Linked DNA regions of Gossypium hirsutum: region 2 is linked to region 1. The links are chromatin contacts, called in public Hi-C maps. All regions are on one chromosome and are shown on one strand. The core of a region is the stretch at or near the end of the contact, and the rest is flanking DNA. Distances in the headings are between cores, read along the strand shown. Region 1 has its middle 6.2 kb from the start of LOC107917330. Region 2 holds the start of LOC107917145 (MLO protein homolog 1).

What was found. Hi-C and Micro-C count contacts between places; a contact is called where the count stands out from the background.
Region 2: a contact with region 1 is called in a Hi-C map of leaf, with 4 times the contacts expected there. The contact joins the promoter of LOC107917145 here to the enhancer-like site in region 1. A contact is called at or near these places in 5 of 34 Hi-C or Micro-C datasets (fibers, leaf and seedling).

The regions. Positions count from the first base shown.
Region 1 is chrA01:19,437,036-19,443,248 of Gossypium_hirsutum_v2.1, reverse strand. It overlaps the pseudogene LOC107916636. Among protein-coding and RNA genes, the nearest start is that of LOC107917330, 6.2 kb to the left of the region's middle. Within about 2 kb of position 2,363, at least 5 of the 9 cell types and tissues checked have an H3K27ac peak or open chromatin away from gene starts, as enhancers often do. A contact at or near this core is called in fibers and leaf, where this site is marked.
Region 2 is chrA01:19,501,409-19,507,761 of Gossypium_hirsutum_v2.1, reverse strand. LOC107917145 (MLO protein homolog 1) reads right to left here and starts at 3,421. Exons shown (of 14, transcript XM_041115526.1): 1 at 3,253-3,421; 2 at 3,115-3,172; 3 at 2,752-3,017; 4 at 2,552-2,668; 5 at 2,405-2,465; 6 at 2,198-2,283; 7 at 1,575-1,653; 8 at 1,392-1,479; 9 at 1,257-1,306; 10 at 1,132-1,172; 11 at 877-1,050; 12 at 758-793; 13 at 544-672; 14 at 1-129. The coding sequence starts at 3,372.

The DNA of each region.
Region 1 (6,213 bases), core at 1,114-3,613:
TGGTCTACCAACAATATCCAAGTGGGAGATTTTGGTCTGCATACAACCATAAGCACATTATACATAAAAGACAACAAACTTCAGATTCGAAATTCAACTCAACACATGAGCCTTAGGTTAAAAAATAGATGGTCAAATACGAACACAAATCTTAAGCTTTCTAATACCTCTTGGCACTGCTTCATGAAAAATGGAGCTGCTACAGATATGTCACTGGAACCTTCAGGCAACACAACCTATAAAAGTCAAAGTACCAGGTAAAAGTTAGGCTGCTAAGAAAATAACTTTCTTTTTATTCACCAGACTGCAATTCCTATACTACATATGCAAATATCTTAATTCTAATGAAGCATAGGTGCCAATTTGAGTACTTGAAGGACAAAGCATTATAATATCCTAGTTGAATAATAGTTGTAATACGTACTTAAATACACTTTTTAGGTCAAAGTTTTAGCCAAGGTTGGGAAGGACATTTCCCATTATTTCTTTGCACCATAATTCTGAGGCCTAAGGAAAGACATGCTACCAACCTTCACAATGAGAGTATCAATAACCAACTCAATCACTGGGCTACTAAATGTAATGTTAAGAAAGCGCCTCCCCTCTGATTCATACAAACAGTCCTGAAGTGGCAAGCCATATCCAATGGTGAAAGCTGTTCTCCAGCCACCAAACATGGGATACCTTGGTTCGATCAATAATTCTGCCTGCAAAGGCGAGTAGCACTTCAGTAAAAATGAAATATCAGGGCATAGATACGATTTAAATCCTAATCTGCAATATAACCTTTTTGGAGTCACCCCGCAGATGGGATGTAGATATATTGCCAATTGCATCCCTGTAGTAAACAGAATGAGCCCTTGGAGGCAAATGTGCAACAAGATACCTAACGGCTGAAGGACCTTGAACATTTTCTCTGGCTTGGGGTTCAAGCCTGTAATGTCAAGGTAATACATCAGAAACGAATCTCCAACCTAGACCATAAACTGTGAAGGAAAACATATGAAAGTAACCTGGAAAATTCACCCTTGCTTTGCGCACCACCATGGATGAGTTTGTAATGCTCAGTGACCAGCAAATTACCCCAATGGGATATTTCTATTTCTCTCACCAATTCCTGAGCAATAGTGAAGGGCAGATTGTTTTGGAAATGAACGGTTATAGGTGAGGATGAGAATGCAGGGAGATTCTCATAAGGACCATATTTGATTTCTGAACCCTGGACCTTTGTGCTCTCCAGTGTTGTATAGGATTCAATTCTAGAATCAGGCAGCTTAAGACTTAGAGACTGGACCTTGACAACATAAGGAGACAGATAGTATGCACTATCCTGGTACAGTACAAGCTGAATATCAGCCTGACCGATTTGCTCGGGCATAGGTCGCAAGGCATGGGTAAATACAGCCAAGACATCAAAAGTGAAGCTAGCGCCCACGGTTAATCCCTGTGGCAATGATACCGAATAGAATGTTACACCAGGAGGCATATCTTCTGGTTTGACGACATCAATAGGGAAAGAAACAACAGAGACTTTGAATTTCGCTTTGGCTTCATGCGGGGAAGCCATCAAATATGCCAAGTTTTGGGCTTGAAGGTCAGGAAAAGCCAACAAAACCTTAGACACAGTCTCTGGACCTGCATTCTCCACCTAGAAACAATATAACAGCAATTGTAAGAGAAGCAAAGTTTAAGAATAGGAGATGGTGATTTGAACAATGAATCAAAAAGAGAGAACATTAGCAACTTTGAGACTTGAGAGTGAAAAGAGAAAGTATTGTGAAGCACCTCTAAAGTTGAAGAAATTCGAACAATGTGGGATGTCAAATAAATCTGCAAGACCACACGAAACGAAGTTAGCATAAAAGGTACGGTTTGAAGAGATGGAAGAGACACAGCGATGGAAGCATTTCGATCAACCCAGGATATTAAGTTTGAGAAACAAGAAAATGGAGAGGAAGAGGCAGTGAATAAATCGGAGAACCGAACTCACATAATCATCATAAATAAATCCAATTAAAGGAAGAGAAATGAATATTGAATTGAGAAGATGGAAACTCACACGTCGATCGACTTTGGAGAGAACCAGATCGGAGAGTGCCGGAGATGCCAGCATTGAGATCGTAAACACGAGTAAAACAAACCTCGAAATCCCCATTGTCGACCAGCCAGAATGCACTTCACTTCACTTCACGCCTCTGCGGCTTCACAGCAGTATTTACGCTTGTTTGTTTTTGATCGAGACTCTCTCATCTCTTCGCTTCACTTGTGTTTATAAGTTTCAGAATTGAATTTGAACTGAAGTGGTTAGATGAATGAATGGGTCGAGTACAGTCTCTGAAAATGGGTCTAGCATTAGCCCAACTCAAATTCATCCAAATCCAATCAATCATCAGCCTTTTTGCATTTGGACTCTACCCTCCATCAAACAAATAAAGAAAGTAAATATTTTTCCGAAACCCATTTGCAGTGGCACGTTGTTTCTCAAAATCCTTGAGCTTTTTGGACTTTGATTCTTTCGAGTGATCTTTCAACTTTTATCGTCGACCCCATTGAATGTCATTGTTCATTACTGTACTAGACTTAGACTTAGACTTAGATGATTAAAGATTGTTATAACTTTTTTCACTCATTTGATTCTTTCCAGCTTTTTGGCTTTTGTGAATCATTATCTTTCACACTCCTCTCTTATGCTCTCTGCCTGCTGGCTTAATTTAATTGCGTAACCAAGTTTTAGAACAATTCCTAGGAGCCTTTTCTTTCTTTGTTTTCTAATTTGTTGCTGAAAATTCCTCTTTCAGGTTCGTTTCATTTGGGAAAATGATTGGATTGGACCCTCAAATCTCAATTATTATGAATATAAGATTTAAGACCTTTTTGAATGGGCGGTGCATTTCAATGCAGTGTATTTTATTTTTTTTTATCTCACAATTATAATATCTAATTTCATTATTATAGTAATTAATTCTATCGCTACTATTATTTTAAACACACCACCCATCTAAAAGTATATTTAGCAGTGATGGGTAGATTTAATTGATTAAGTACTCATTAGCAAATATTAAAATTTAAACCTCATCAACAATCTTATTTGATGGATAATGCGTAACTTGATACATCATTGCGTTAAGAGACGAGTGTGGTGTTAGATAGGGATTTGAGTTTGAAGCAAAGATTTGATAGATGATTGATGTGAATGTATAAGAGGCAGAATCTTGGGGAAGGAGGAAGATGAGATTCATATAGGCAGTATTGCTGAAACTGAAAGAGGGAATTCAGGAGGAAGAGACGTGTCATCATCTCCTTCCACTTTCCACTTAAATGATAATTTTGCTTTGCTTAAGCCCCACGAATCAAGGAAGAGGAGCATGTATCACTACTAGGGTTGCAATGGTAGGCAGGGTCAAACAAGAGGACCATGTCCATCACTGTGCTAATCACAATTACTGGATGTTATTATCATTATTATACCCATCTTTATTTATAGGCTCATATAGAAATCAGAGAATAAAGTGGGAAAAAGAAAATAGACACAGTGAGTGAGGGTCCAAACTCTATAATCTAAAATCTTTAATTTAAAGACCTTATTTATTTTTAGCACATGATTTCCTTCGTCTTTATCCTTATCAATATGATCTTTATCTATTTTGAAAGATGTCTTAAATCTTTTTCAAAAGTCATGTTAAAGAATGAGTTGTTTAATGAGCTCATTTTCAGTTTGGGTAAACTATTTACTCGCTAATCTAATTTTTAATTAACTTTTATTTTGATCATTTAAGTTGAAGTTTTTGTAATTTATCATCAAAATTTTAGTGCGCTTTCATTTTATTCACTCAAGCGTTGAATTTTTAATATGCAATTAATTGTATATATCATATCATATTTACACTTTCATTTTAGTCACTCAATGTAACACCCTAACCCAGGCCTAACAGTCCAGACCGAGTTCAGAGAATTACAAACATTATGATAATAATTTAACAAATTTATAAGATAGATAATTTAAAATATCTAAATCCAGATACTCATCAAAATAATTTTGAGTTCACAAACGTCATAAATCCATAATATAATAGTGACATAATCTCCAATTAAGTCTAGTAAAAGATAAGGTTGATCGAGCCGCCTCGACACCATCCCGTTCAGTGTAATGGTTCACCTGAAAGCCAAACGTAATAGGGTGAGTGGTAAACTCAATGCATAACAGAAAATGTACTATTCAGCTTTCGTACGATCACGAGGTGATATTAATCGGAGTACCAGATAGTTCTCAGTGTTCACAATATCGATATAAACAAATCAATTATACCTAGTTAACACATACGGACGGTAGCAGTTTATTACCATGCTTAATCAGATAGTGGAACGATTCATAATAGAATTTCCTAATTTCCATCTACTACACCACCTCCGATCAACCCAACACACCATTAAGGACATTCAGTGTCCATCCATCCCTACACACCGCAATGTATAGATTTCACACGTTACAAAATGGCATCATAGATGCTAGCACAGTTAGCGTTAAACGCTAAATTTAGATTAATCAGATAGTGGGCAAACCACTATTCAGAATAGATTACTTCCTTCTCCGCACATTTCCAATCCAACACATTCAAAATACAGAAACTTACGTATTACTTACAGATTATCTGTTAGATATCAATTACATATTAACCATAATTTCTCATTGTATCTCATTTCATATCAATCATATCATAGATAGTCAATATTAGTCAAAGTAATGATTTCGGTCGCAAATCAAGCTTTTGAAAGCCCAATTGGCTACCACACGACTTGGACACACGGTCGTGTCCTTGCTCGTGTGGTCTAAACGGCTTGACTACACGCTCGTGTTGTGTATTTGTGTGCTACCAGTCAAGAAACAGAGAGTTACACGGCTTGGACACATGGTCGTGTCCTTGCCCATGTGACTCACACGGCTTAAGCACACACCCGTGTGGTTCTTAATCAATAACAGTGAATTACACAGCCTAGACACACGGCTGTATCTTGTGCCTGTCTGGCCCTAATTCAACAACCAGTGAGTTACACGGCCAGTCGCACGGCCTCTCACATGCCCGTGTGGCTCACACGGCCTCTCACATGCCCTGTAGCTCACACGGCCTAGCCACATGCCCATGTACCTGGCCGTGTGTCGTCGGCAGCCACCATTTTTGTCAACTCGAAACCTGCGAAACTTGTGAAAATTGTTACACACCTGATTTCTCCTTGTCAAAAACTATTATAGAGACTAACTAGACCCTAATCAATCATTTCACAACCAAATCCACAAATCAATTTCCACATTTCAACAACATTAATCAATGTCAAACATGTCGATAACTTCAACCACACACTCCTATACATTCCAAACTTACCGAATTTCAGCAACGATCACGGGTATCAACTTGTTGTTGTTTATTGTCAGAAGTATTCCTGTCTATAGGGAAAACAACGATCGTTTATTAGCGATTCAAACAACTCGCAGTTTATTTGATTTACAACAATTTAGAAACGAAAAACAAACATGCAACGCTCACGTTAGCAAATACTTACTCAACGACCCTCTAACTAGCATTTCGCAACAACACTTACTGATTTTGTACCCTTGTTGACCGTAAATTATCAAAAAAAAAAATAAAGAACGCGAAGAAGAAAAAGAGAAGAATGGGAGTTAAAAGAACGAAGAAGAAAATCTATCATTACTTAATTATCTAACTTCCACTCAGCTTTTCTGGCATTTAGCAAAATTTTTCTAATACATACAAGGAGATTTGAAATCGAGACCAGACATAATATAGACTAATGTTTAACCAGTGAACCACCAGGCTCATTCTTATCACAAAATCGTAACGAATAGAACTTAAGCAACAATGCTTGCTTATAGGTTGTTTTAAAAAAAAAAATTGACAGTGCAATTCAAACCCCAGACTTTAAACACAGAAGCAGAACTTAAAAGCAGAGATACAGAAGTTATAATTACTGTAGATTTTTCCCAGTTAAAAACTAAAAATTTCAGGGCGTTACACTTAACTTCTAAGTGACTTTCATTTTGGTCACTCAAAAAATATCATATTTTTAAGTATTGGTTGAGGTAAAAAAAAATCAAGGATTAAAGTAAAAAAAAGTGGTAGAAGCTAAAATAATACACAAAAATTGTTAAATTATACTTGTTTATCTCATTGCCGAAAAATCTAAATTTCTTTTTTTTAA
Region 2 (6,353 bases), core at 2,172-4,671, 63 kb before region 1:
CATTGGGCTACTCATCCCTCCTCCTTCCTTTTCCTTCTGCTTGTTTCTCTTCTTGGCAGCCTTCCGCCAGTTCTTCAGAGCTTTGGCTGTTTGCTCTTCGAAAATTGCAGTTTTCATGTGCGATCCCATCTGCATTCATTCCAACATATAATTCAACAACAAATCCATGATCATAATGATAAATGTTAATGCGTTTTGGTTCAACCCAAAGTTTTATGGGTTCACCAGTCAGAAGAATACGTCAACAAGTTTGGTAATTCTTGACCAGAGCTTTATCTCTTTACTCTGCCAAGAGTCTTACAAGTTTATAGAACGAAAGTGACTTGTAGTGTCTTGGCAAGGTTAAAGTACTCAAGACCTCTAGCATATAGAGAATCTCGAAGGAGGGTATCACTTAAGCACTCTGTGAACTTGTAAAGCTTTTGACAGAATAGGAAAACAAAATCCTTATTGATGTACTTCTCAACCTGTAAAACTCATGGGAGTTTCAGCAAAACCAAATCACATGGACAAATAATGATAATCACTTGTTCTACTACTCACTTGCGTCACCAAGGAATACAGCGGGAAGGTAATGTAGCTGCATAGAATTTGAAGGAACAGCCCAAGAACAACCCTTCCCACTACAAAGTACGGTTTCTCGTGGATACAAGAACCTAGGCTGTACTTAAACTGCACCACAAAACATATGAATCACTGTATATGGAATTTCAGAATAAATAGAGTCAAACATTGAATAGAGGAACACACTACTTACCACTACCCAAAGGAAATATGCCATCTGGAATGCATTCTGCATAAATATCAATCAAACTTAATTAATAAACCAATAGATGTCAAGCTGGTAATTAATTAAGGAAAACATGATTAATTTACCTGAAATAATGTATAATGTATCAAGAAGAGAATCCACTGGGGTCGATTAAACCAGAAATACTTGTTATTTGGCTCCACCACTGGTGCCCCTCTTACCACTGCACTCCTTTCCTGGATTTCTTCCGCCATTTCCATTATGATCAGTTCAAGCTTTGTTCCAACCAATACAAGTATCTACACAATTCACCAAATCTTTCTACTTTTATTTCTCAATCCATAACATATAAAGTTTAATTAAGGATGTGGGTGGCTTACAGTCAGTGGGACTAAAGACAACCAGGTGAGAGTTTGCCATTCTGCATGCACCACGTATATTATATTATAAATACTCCATTTATTAATTTATGATATGCTAATCAGAAAGGGGTAGAATTACAAACTGTAAACGTTTAGAAGCAAGAAGATGATAGCAAATGCCCACAGAGGTGTGCTGCAACATCCCAAAAACCAACAACCAATAAATTTTAGAGTAGCAATATAAAGTTAATTTAAATTTAAAGTGGTTTTAAACAGACCTGATACCGACAACGACTTTGAAATCGTCTTCCATGGATCTTTTGATGTATTTATGGAAGTCAAATTTTGTGTTAGCCGCAAATGTGCCTGAATTAATCATTAATATTTGGTGATTAAAGTTGAACTCACCAGCTGAGCAATTTGCTAATCAAATTATTAGATGATGTACGCCGGCCAATTACTTACGTTGATAAAGCCATTGCGCATGGTCAAATAGTCCACCTTGCTCACCGAACCAAAGAATTGCCTGAAGAAGGCCACCTATAATTATATTTTTAGATTTTTTTATTCCAGCTAACCAAATATACTCAAAAGTAAATATATAAATCTTTTTAGTTTATTAATATATCAAAAATTAATCAGAAATGTAAAACTGTAAAATTGCATAACTCAGTTTGTCTCTCTACTTATTTACACTCCAATTTAAAAAAAAATCTATTTAATTTTTGTCTCTTTTATGCTTTAAATTTGCGTTATTTATTAAATCACCTTTAACATAAATGAAAAACTTTAATGTTTGTTAACTTTGCTTGTATGCCACACCAACAATTAAATAGATTTTTTTGTAAAATTAGAGTGTAAATAAATAGAGAGATATGATAAATTAAAGTTTTCCTCCTAATTTTTAGCATTTTTAATTGGATTTAAATTTTGTGAGAAAAAAAAGCTGAAAATCAAGAAAAACAAATCTTATTTTTCATTCTCCTGTTGAAAAAGGGATATGGACAGGGACAATGTGGAATTATAATTTCCTACCGTACTTAATTCTCCAAATAAAATTAGTAAGAAATTAGAAGAGTCTTACTATCCATCTCATGCCCGGAATTGTGGAGAAACCAGAATGACGTTTGACGAAGGAAGTTTGATGGGTTAATCTGAACCTTGAAGGATCTGATGTGTAACATATACAAATGCAAGTATCAATATAAATCACCATTTCCAAACTTTTTTTTTTCCATACAACCTTCATAATTTAGACCTAAAAGGCAAGGTGAAAAGTAGAAAGACTAACCATTTCTGTACTGATACTCGAGAGTTTTAGTTTCTGATTCCCAGGACTCCCATTTCTTCATCTGTTCAAATTCAATTCACCACAACTATAATATCAGCTCTACAACCAAACCAGTTGATCTTCAAGGGGAAAAGAAAAAAAACTTACTTTGGCCTTAGCCAGTAGAATGGTGGCTACACTGTAAAGAACATGAAAGACAGCAAGCGCAAATATGAATATGTGCAAGTCGTGCATCCCGCTTTGTGTAATCAGGGCAACTTTACCCTATCATTTCATATAGAAATTAATGATCAGGTTAATTATCAACAATGTTGAAAATAGATTAAAAAAAAGGGCCGGCGGCATACTTTAGGGCAAGAATCTTTTCCTTTGGATGAAGCCAAGACTCGACGCCAAACCATATCTTCAGCATAAGAAAGTAACTTTCTCCGGCGATCTTCATCGCCGCCGCCTCCGCCCCCTTTGTTGCTATCTTTACCACTATCTCCTGCATACCCAGGCTTCCGTTTGCATGGAAGCATCGTATATCCTATCTTTTCTGGGATACATATCGCTGGAATGGAATATGTTCCTATAGTAAGTAGTAAGGATATGAATCCCAGTAGCATCAACTCTGCAAATTATAATGGAATTTAATCTATTAAGGGTTAGACTGCAGTTTGCCTACAATATGATGAACAAGTACTATATATATATACATATAACCTAACCAGCTTTTATTTTCTCTAAAGCTTCCATCATGGCTTTCTTCTGGCGTTTTTGAAACCACTGCATGTCATCAACAAAGGTTATAATCATAATCATAATCATAATTATTAGTATGAAATTTTCATTAGTAGATTAAATACCTTTCCCAGAGAATGAATTCCATGTTCTATGAATATAGATATGATCACAAATATTGCACACACAACTGCAACAGCCCATGTTGGCGTTTCCTCCAGTGACCTTTCCTTAGGGGTAGCCATTTTTGCAAAAACCAAAACGCTTAGTAATGTAAAAGTATAACAAGAAGGCGGAAAGCATATAAAAATGGAGTGAAGAAATGCAAGTGGGCAGCGCGTTTGGATTTGAGACACGGTTTCTATGAACAAAAGTTTGTCATGATTTGCATGGTTTTATGTGGAAGGTTGGTGATGGGCAATGTGGTGATCTAAGTTAACAATCCCGTAGCTTAGGACAATATAGATTAATCAAGCCGGCCAATGCAGCCAATCCAAGGGTGAGAATTAATGTAATAAAGAAACAGATATTGGGATCCACCGGTGGTTATTTATATTCAATTATCACTTAGTATTAATCAACACCCATCTGATATATATTTTATTTTGTGTGAGATTGAAAGGTGTTGGACTGTCTCAAAACCCTGGTCCACAAGCCTGACTTTCTCCTGTCTAGACATATTCTACAATTCTAATTACAATTTTAGGGAATAATAATAATATACTTTTCGGTTTTTTCCTTTTTAGTGATTGAACTTGATAACTAGACTCATTTTGATACTTGAACTTAAATTTTATCAAGATTTAATGATGTGATTAGTTTTACTAAAATAGGACCGGATCAAACGGGTGGAGAGTTAGACAATATAACGGTCGAACAAAAGAGTTGACTTAATTAACTCGATAACTACTTGATATTGGTAAAAATAAAAAATTAAGACAAAAATCGATAGTTAAGCAGGTTCAACCGGTTTAGTAATTTTTAAAAAAATTTATGATTTTTTATTATTTATTTAATTATTGTTGATTCAGTGGTCGAATTGATCGAACTAATTGAATAAAAAATGGGTGGTTTGATTTGTTCAACCACCAATCTAATTATTAAAAGGGTAAACTATAAAAGTAGTCACTTTTGTTTATCTCATGTTACATTTTAGTCACTTATGTTTAAAATGTTACGTTTTAGTCACTTATGTTATTATTTTGTTACGAAGTGATCACTCTTCCGTCAAGTTCTGTTATTTCCCTAACGGTAATCCTACGTGGTAGTCCAACTAGATATTACTGAACTGCTAATACATACTTCATCCGGATTAAGTATGCATTATTAAAATTAAATTAAAATATTAAATAAGAAATAAAATTATAAAACAATATGTTATTTGGAAAATAACTATTATTGTAATGAGATACGTGTTTTATTAGGTATAAATATTTAAAATTTTGTTTTTGTAATGTGATACATGCGTAAATATATATATAATCATATTAGTGAATCTGCTAATACAACATCCAGACGAAGTACGTATTAGCAGATTCAATAATATCTAGTTGGACTACCACGTAGGATTACCGTTAGGAAGATAACAGAACTTAACGGAAGAGTGACCACTTCGTAACAAAATAATAACATAAGTGACTAAAACGTAACATTTCAAACATAAGTGACTAAAATATAACATGAGGCAAACAAAAGTGACTATTTTTATAGTTTACCCTTATTAAAATAGTAAATATGACACATTGAGATTATACACCACATCATCACCTAAAATTTTTATATAAATTTTTTAAGTAATGATGTGGCACAATCTTAAAATGTCACATCGTTAAATTTTTATATTTTTTAAATTTAAATTTAATTGTCAAATTTAAGTGTTAAATGAAAAAAAAATACATATATCAAAATGAACCTAATTACAAAATTAAGAGAAAAATATTATATTATCCCGTATATTTATTAATGGATGTGGGATTTATATTTGTGGATCTTCCTAAGAAAAATATTCTTCAAGACCCTGGAGGGAGAGGAGTTTAGAACACGTTTACCTAAGGAATTTTACTCCTTTCTCGTAACTAAGTACTAGTACAATATTTATTTATTTAAGGATCCTATTAGTTCTAAAACATAATGATTTTTTCCCCTTCAACTTACCAAAGAAGTATTTTAATTCTTCATTAAATTCTTCGTCTTTTTTTCTTAATTTATATTTTTTTTTCTCATCACTCATAAATGTATGAAAAATTTAATATTTATTAATTTTGTTGACATAGATAATATGTCAATATTTAATTAATTTTTAATTTTTAAAAAATATTAATTTTTTTACAAGTGGTATACTTTTTAAATAATTTGAATAATTTTTAATTTTTTAAAATATTTTTTATAATTTTTATTGAAATTTTAAAATTTTAAAAAATTAATTAAATATTGATGTCCACGTGACAATCTACGTATATGTCACATCAACAAAATTAAAAAAATATTACTTTTTCTATTTATTTTAGAGTGATTTGACAAAAGAACATAAATTTAAAAATTAAATGGAGATTAAAATGATTTTTATGTAAAACTGAACAAGGGCGAAACCAAGGGGCTGGCAGGGACCCCGGCCGCCCTAAAATAGAAGATTTTTCATTAGGCCTCTTGAAATTTTTAAAATTTTAAATTAGTAAAGGTAAAATTGTACTTTAGCCCTCTAAAAATGACAAATTTGATTTAATTGTTTATAAATTATAAAGATAGAGACTATTAAAATGGTGAAATTACTTTTTTACTATAGTAAAAATTATAATTTAATTTCGGCTCCCTAAACAAAATTTCTGACTTTGCCCCCTGAAGTTAAAGTTTTATCGCACTAAAAAAAATCATACAAACTAAAAGAAGTAATTAATATGTAAATTTAATTGATGACATATATAGTAATTAAGCACCCAAATGAGATTGGTTTGGTGGGATTTATTTAGTATAATGGTAGATTTGTGATGAAGGATTCAAACATCTAATAAACCTTGTTAACATATAATAAATTTCACTGTCCATTTTGTTTTGTATTTCTTGTTAACATGCGCCTTTTATAATTAAGTTTGAACATTCTTTTGTTTCTTAGAAGGTATTGAATACAGCATTGCTCTTCAGCTTCATATTTCCATTGCTAGAGATGACCCCATCAAACATCTGCTTCAATTTTCTTTTATTTTAAAATTAATATACATACAGTGGCCAG